Regions from separate parts of the Zea mays genome. Here region 2 is linked to region 1. A link is a contact called in public Hi-C data. All regions are on one chromosome and are shown on one strand. Each heading gives the region's core, a stretch centred on a gene start, on an enhancer-like site or on the middle of the called end of the contact. The rest is flanking DNA. Distances are from core to core; before and after follow the strand shown.

Region 1 (3,786 bases), core at 3-2,502:
CCAACCATATGGCTCCACTGCTTTCAGCTCCAGCATTTCGGCTACATCTTTTCATTCTCCATCGTGTGGCTTCGTTTGATGAGCAACCGCGACTTCACCTATTGGCATTGTAGCTCTTATGGAAGAAACAGGCGACGGACACAACAGTCCCAATCTCGCCAACCACCACTCTCAAATCGGGCATCGTCGCCACTAGTCCCTGTAGCCACCGCCGAGAATCCCAACCGATCCCATTGGTCACCACGACCACCAGTCCCAATCTCGATCATCGACCTTCATCCCCTGTACCGCCGCCACCTAATCCATATGTATCCTCCTCATCTTTCGCCTTTGTCGACCACATCTCCTGAAGCCACCACCTCTACAATTTCGGAGCCGCCGGATAGAGGTGCGAGTGAATCAAGGTGTGTGTTGCCCGGCGAGGAGGCGACTGGGTCCCCTGCATCCTGTGCCTTTAGGTGTGTGTTGCCCGGCTGCATCGTGAGCCAAAGCGTGCGGAGCTGGCCAACAGATGGAGTCAGAATTTGCAAGCTTGATCCTCATCGTTTCAAGGCACTTCTTCGTTGGACCCATTTAGACCTTGTTCATTTATTTCTATCCCATGTAGATTGGACGAGATTAGAAGGGATTAGTAAATATTTTGACTTGCTATGAATTAAAACCCACTCAATCCCATCAAATCCACATAGATTCAGATGAAAATGGACAAGCCCTCATGAAGTTGTGAGGGGCTGCAAACGTCTCGATTTGCATCCGGGATGCACAATATTTTTTCCGGCTCGCATACAAGACTTACAAATATGGATATTATCCGATTTCACATCAGTAACCGACGTAAATTTAGATAGTCAAATCCAAATCCGAATTTGTTAAACGAACTCAGATATATCATTGAATTCTGTACTAAACACAACTTTGATACTAAAATCTATATACACATTTTAGTAATCCTTCTATCCTAATTTATAATTTGTTTGACTTTTTTTTATCATGTTTGACCGACTCGTCTTATTCAAAATTTTCACGAAAAACTGAAAAATTCAAAGCCAAATTATATTATATGGTAAACAATACACAGTAAAAATTGTAATAATTATAATTTTTTTGAATAACGAGTTGGTCAAACTTATGGTAAAAAAGTTAAATAAATTATAAATTGGAACTGTGTAAGTACATATGAATGTGAGATACGAGACAACTATTTCTATTTTCCATCTATAGGCCTCAGCCCACAGCGTGCCTAGCGCTGATGACTGCACAAAGCCGCTTTTCTCAGCTCGTCCGGCGCTGCTCCCCGACCGAGAAAGAAGCCAAGAATCCGACCCCGTCGAGACTCGAGACGCGCCGACCGCCGAAGCAAGCAAAGGAGCGAGATCCCAGTCCACATCGCGCGGCCGCTGCTCCGGCCAACCCAACGGCAGCCCGCCCACCCACCCACCTACCCAGTACACCCACCCTCGCACATCGCAGCCCGACCGCGACTCTTCTCTTCTCCGCCACGGCAGGGAAAAGAAAAGAGACTGGCCGAGCGAGTCCGGCCCCGCGACACCGGCACGGCGCCTATTCGCCCGCTCGCGTTCGGTCGGTCCGTGGCGTGGTCCTGAAGCCATCCTCCTCACAGGCTCGCACCGCCTTCGACTTCTCTCATCCTGCGCCCAGAGCTCCTATGCTCCGCCTTCACCTGACTTGTTCGTCGCTCGCTCCCGGCCCGCTGGTTTCCTCAGGCCTTGTTCCGTGGCTCAGGCAGCGCCTGAGCTGGTGAGGCTAGGCAGGACTCAGGAGTGCCCCCGCCCCGCGAGGCTGTTCGAAGCGACCCAGCTGCCGGGTGGCGGCGGATTCCTGGTGAGTGATTCTGGCATTGGGCTGTGCTTTGCGGGCTTCGAGATGCACACTGCGAGGTGGTGTGCGGTCATGTGGCGAGACTTCCTGCGAAATCTGGGGTGTTCGCGTGCTCGTGTGCTTTGCCGCCTGCTTCGTTCGTGATTTCGCGTGTCGGCGTGCGCCAGATTTCGTTGGGGCTTTGGTGATCTGCGCATTTCTAAGTTTCTGAGTGATGCTCTTTCGTTATTTTTTTTTTTAAAAATGCATTCAAAAAGAAAACTGTCGGCGCGGTTTGTGCGATGACGCTAGATTCGCGCTGTCTATTTTGTGACCTTTTTGTTCGAAGTAAACACTATGGTGCTCGTTTTTCTCTCTCTTACAAATATATTGTAAATGGAACTCGGTTATTAGCAGCTGCGATCCCGCCTTATGATTTTGTGATAGTTTTGATACTACTACTGGTTTTTCCCCAAACAGTTGTATCTGTTATTTCTTGATGTTTCATAGTCAACCTTGACTCTTCCCCATTTAAAGCGAGAATTGGATTCAGCATGTAATGGATTGACATGCTGAGGTAATGCTGTAGTCCTGCTGACGAGAGGTAGTTGTTGGAAACACACACCACGGTCGACCACGACACACACGACCGAATGCACAACATCGGGTTTTAGGGCTAGCACTGATCTAAAAAGGTAGTCCATTAGATGGTTGCATCCTCAACCATATAAATATAAACCATGCTTGTCCACTGGCAATGTGTGACTATTTTTAACAATCTTCTTCTCATGCATTGTGATCCAAGATTTGTTTAAAAATACACTAGGCCGACCTGAGCTTCGATACCAATTGTTGAAATCAAACCGCCGACACACGACACACATGTTGGATCGCCTGCACACGTGGCACACCCGCATACACACCCTGGCTGCTGGGCCGCAACACACACCCGAACGCACAACAACGAGTTTTAGGTCTGTTGGCAACACCCCAAAAGCTAGTCCATTAAGGGGTTACACCCTCAACCATATAACTATATTTGCCCATCCATAACTCATAATGTGGAACTATTCCCAACATTAGTAACATTTGTTCTTAGTTCTTACTCAAATTGAAGTGCATGATTGCTTAGTGCGGAGTCCCTAGCCGCGGGGTTTGAGAGTTTGCCATCAGTTACAGATTCTGATACTCCCTCCGTCCCCAAGTAATTCAATCCCTGTGATCAATGCGCTTATTATGAAAATATGTTCTATCTAATGATATTAATTTGATGTTATAAATTTTGATGGTTTTTTCTAGAAATTCTAGCCAAGTATAAAAACTTTGACTTAAGACAACTCTAGTAGTCTGGGATGGATGGAGTATACACAAAAGCAAGTATGCATATAGGAGTATGTGATTGGAGCCTAACCTTTTGCCTTGTATATCGGAATTAATGATATAATCCAACGAACATTTCAGAGGTGTAGTGTAATCTATTTATTCTGGGATAGAGGGAGTATGCACAAAAGCGAGTATGCATATAGGAATATGTGACTGGAGCCTAACCTTTTGCCTTTTATATCCGAATTAATGCTCTTATGCAACCAACATCTCAAACGTACTGTGTAAGAGAACATTAATGAGCAGCCACCTTTTTCTTTTTACAGGATAAAGTTGATTAATGTCTGCTGTTTTCTTCTGGTTGGTAGGACACTCCAACCTGCCAGGCTTCCTTGTGGTTATAAGGCTTTGTTAACACACCTGGGAATGTTTGGTTACGTTGAGGAAGTTGCTCAATACACCACATCAGGGTCACAGTTCAGCAGGAATTTGTTCAGCTTTTCTGATTGGATGGTTTGGTTCTGAAATATTGTTCTGAATTTATGTCATGCTTTAGATTGACGATATAGTGAATGCAAACTCCGGACCAACTTGTCACAAGGTTGAGTGATGAAGAAATGGCATGGAGGCTTTGTCATTGTATCT
Region 2 (3,675 bases), core at 120-2,619, 200 kb before region 1:
TGTCAATGTGTGTGTCATGCATAATGCGAGCGAGGGCGGGGAGGACCCGCATGGTGGTGGTGGTGGCGCCGCCGCCGTAGCAGCCGCTTTCCGCTCGCTGCAGCAGCACTGACCTGAAAACGTGAGGGCGACTCGACGAAACCAGCTGAGACCATACGTACGCCTTTGCTCTGCTGGACTACAGGCATGGCCTCTTCGACCTCCGTTTGTGCTGTGTGTGCGCGTCCATCACTCCGTCCTTTTGTTTTCCTTTTCGTAAAATGTGTGCAGACAGTGCAGCGGCTATGCGTGCCGTGCGTGTGTGGTCGAGCGGGTCTCGTGTACTGTGCAGTCGTCTCCATCGGCTTGGTCTGCGTCTATATACGGTATAGATGTCCAAACAGTACGGGCCGTCCGTTTGGTCCGTGACCCGGCACGATTTTGGCCCGGTCCAAGCACGGTCCGGCACGGTTAATAACGGGTTCGGGTCGGCACGGCCCGTTAAGCGGGCCGGGTTTGGACGGCTACGAAGGCCCGCGTGCTATGGCCCGGCCCGGCACGAGCTGCAGGCCGGCACGGTGGCGGCCCGTAAGCCAGCCACAGACAGCCTAGCCCTGCGGTTGCACTCGAGGTTGACGACGCCGCCGGCTGTTACTGTCGGCGGCAAGAAGTACGTACGTACACGGCTGCCACCTTCTTCGCTGTCGCCACGTCTGAAGTCTAAACAAAGTCGACGTACACGACCAGTCGATCGAGTGCTCTAGCCTGACTTGATTTGGTGGCTGCGCAGCAGAGAGCACGCAGCAGCCGTCACCACCACCGCGACCTACAAATTGAAGAGCGAGGCACCATGGCTGGCTGCACTGCACACCTCCACGAAAGACAGACACTAGCTAGCTAGTGATTCGATCCGAGTGGCACGCGGGCCCCATGCATGCATGTCGTGCTGCCTCACGAGATGGCGACGTCGCACGCCATGCTCTGGAACGGCCGCGCAGACGACGGCGGAGAGAGGGCGATGACCACGGGCGAGCAGAACGCCTGCAGGGAGTAGCGCCTGCTGCTGACGCCGCCGGTCTCGAAACAGTGCGGGCCAGTGTTGGACACGGCCCGTTAGGCACGGTGGGTTTTCGGGCCGGTCCGGCACGATCTAGACATGGACGTGCCGTGTTTGGGCACACAGCTGAGCACGTGGGCCGGCACGGCCCGACCCGATCTATTAACGGGTCGTGCCTGGCCCGGCACTATTTGGACCGGGCCGAATCGGGTTCGGGTCGGGCCCGTGCCGGGTGGCCCGTTTGGACATCTATAATATATGGGCACGGCGCATGTGTTTCACTGTGGCTAGCTTAGTGGTGGCCGAGCTTTTGACGACGGTCTGAAAGGAGAAGCAAGGGAAAGGGACTCGTCGGTGGCGCGCGTGATCTGCATGGACCCGAAGGATCGTGGATGGATGGATCTATACATTCTCGTTTGTCGTCCTTCACGGCCCGCCTGTGACGCTGCCATGCCAACCGGCGCGCGCACCCCGCGCTCGTGCGTACGTGCGCGGCGGCGCGCGGCGGCGTGGGGACGCCGCCAGAGCGATCAAGGGACCCCGAGGCGTCACCACCACTAGTACAAAAAGGCTCAAAGCCTGCGGAGACGATATATTTTTACAGGCGGTTTCGGTTATCCACCGACTGTGTTATTTCTAGTGACGGTTCCTTAAGAAAACCGCCACTAGAAATCGTATTTCTACTGGCGGTTCCTTAAGAAAACCGCCAGTAGAAATCCATGATTTGTAGTGGCGGTTTTCTTAAGGAACCGCCACTAGAAATACGATTTCTAGTGGCGGTTTTCTTAAGGAACCGCCACTAGAAATCATTTTTATCCTTAATTTTTCGAGTTTTTCAAACGGCCTCGTATGACAAAACCACCAAAATAAAAGTTGTAGATCTCTAAAAGTTATGAAACTTTGTAGTTGACAACTTTTTTGTTTGAACTCATTTCGGTTCTCAAAAATTGAATCTAAGTATGTCAAATTTAAAATTCAAATTTTGCAAAGTACCTCGGATGAAAAAAGTGTCAAAATAAAAGTTGTAGAACTTCAAAAGTTATTTATCTTTGTAGTTGACAACTTTTTTATTTGAATTCGTTTAGGGTCTCAAATAAGCAATTTACACTCAAATGGTTGTAATATGTGGAGAAAACAACTACAAACTAGACACAAGACATGTCATAGACGGAGTGGTAGGGGAGGGTACGCGCGAGGGTGAGGTCGACGGTTCGAATACTAACAACCGCGTAGCGCGCGAATTTTGCTCGAAAAATGCCGCGACTTGCGAAAAATACCGGGTGGGTGGGCCTAATAAAAATAAATTTTTTAACTATTTTTAAAATATGTTTGATTTTCACTGGCGGTTACGAAAAACGCCACTATAAATAGGTTTACAACCGCCACTATAGAACTTCTCTGTACTAGTGCACCTTGGCATGCACGCGCCCGGCGCCGTGCGTGACGTCGCTGCGCATTGGGTGCCGGGGACACGAGTGGGTGACGCATGGGGCAGGCAGGTGTGCGCCGCGAGCCCGCGTCCATGGCCTTAGCTAAGCTTCAGGTGCTCCTGTCCTGTGTTGGCATAGCAACAACATAGCAGGCTCATGCTGTCATCGGCGCTGGTCAACTTGAGAACAGAACTCTGAAAATGATTCTCCCTTTTTTTCATTTGTATATTCTCGCTGGCTTTTTAAAACTTTCGGTCGTTTTAATATACCTGTACGTCCTGTAGGTCTTTGTACCATCAAAAAACATAGGATGCCCAAGGCTATACTCAAGCTTGAATTGATTTGCGTCTAAGGAATAGAGCTAATCATAAGTTCTGTCCAATTGTAACAGCCAACAAACGTAAATCCTCATAATTTGGTCGAAGCCTCGTGATCCAAGTAACCTCACATTGGTGCCATCATGTCTGATTAAGCTCAGCAAAGGCCCTCGGCCGTGGGGAGAAGGACGACCGGCTGATGAGGCTGCCGTTGGCTGGCTGCAGCGCATGGCGCACCTGTGCCCCCACGGGCCAGCGACAGGGGCTGGCACCACGGGAGGCCGCGGCAGCCTCCTGCAGGCGCGACGGCGGCCTGCTCTCGAACCAAGCCGGATGGACGTGACAGCGTGGACTGGGGTGGGGTGCCCGGCTAGGGCTTGCCAGCCAGCCGGCGCGGCGGCGCTGCTCCGCAGCAGGGGCGAGGGGTGCATGGGGTGTGGTCGAAGCGGGTCCTATGGAGGGGGCCGGGGTCCGCTGCATGTGCGAGGTGGCTGAAGAACACGAAGAAGGTCTGTCATGGAATTCCTCGCCGGTTTTTCTTCGGACTCCGGACGAAGAAGACGTGCGAACAAAGGAGAGGGGTAAATGTGAAGCTAGCTGTTGTATATCTAAACCATGGATTTAATAGCGGGTTAAGGGGTTTAGCGGCGTGATTCTCAAAAATGTAAATAACCGACTATATCAGGATATAGCGGGCTATAGCGGCTAAATGAATCAATAGTGCATAGCTTTTTCCTGCTCGCTATAGCGAAAACTATAGCCGGTTATTTAAAACCTGATCTAAACAATTCTCTAGATCTATGTTATTTAAAACCTGATCTAAACAATTCTCTAGATCTATAATACTTAGATCTACTGATAGATCTATTCTATCTATAATACCTAGATCTAC

What was found. A called contact is a pair of places that touch in the nucleus more often than the background predicts.
Region 2: a contact with region 1 is called in a Hi-C map of ear, with 1.5 times the contacts expected there. The contact joins the enhancer-like site here to the promoter of LOC103637831 in region 1. A contact is called at or near these places in 2 of 25 Hi-C or Micro-C datasets (ear and leaf).

What each region holds. Positions count from the first base shown.
Region 1 is chr9:5,627,950-5,631,735 of Zm-B73-REFERENCE-NAM-5.0, reverse strand. LOC103637831 (beta-1,3-galactosyltransferase GALT1) reads left to right here and starts at 1,252. Exons shown (of 8, transcript XM_008660869.3): 1 at 1,252-1,842; 2 at 3,468-3,786. The coding sequence starts at 3,751.
Region 2 is chr9:5,823,370-5,827,044 of Zm-B73-REFERENCE-NAM-5.0, reverse strand. No RefSeq gene overlaps it. Among protein-coding and RNA genes, the nearest start is that of LOC542497, 32 kb to the right of the region's middle. Within about 2 kb of position 1,369, at least 16 of the 20 cell types and tissues checked have an H3K27ac peak or open chromatin away from gene starts, as enhancers often do. A contact at or near this core is called in ear and leaf, where this site is marked.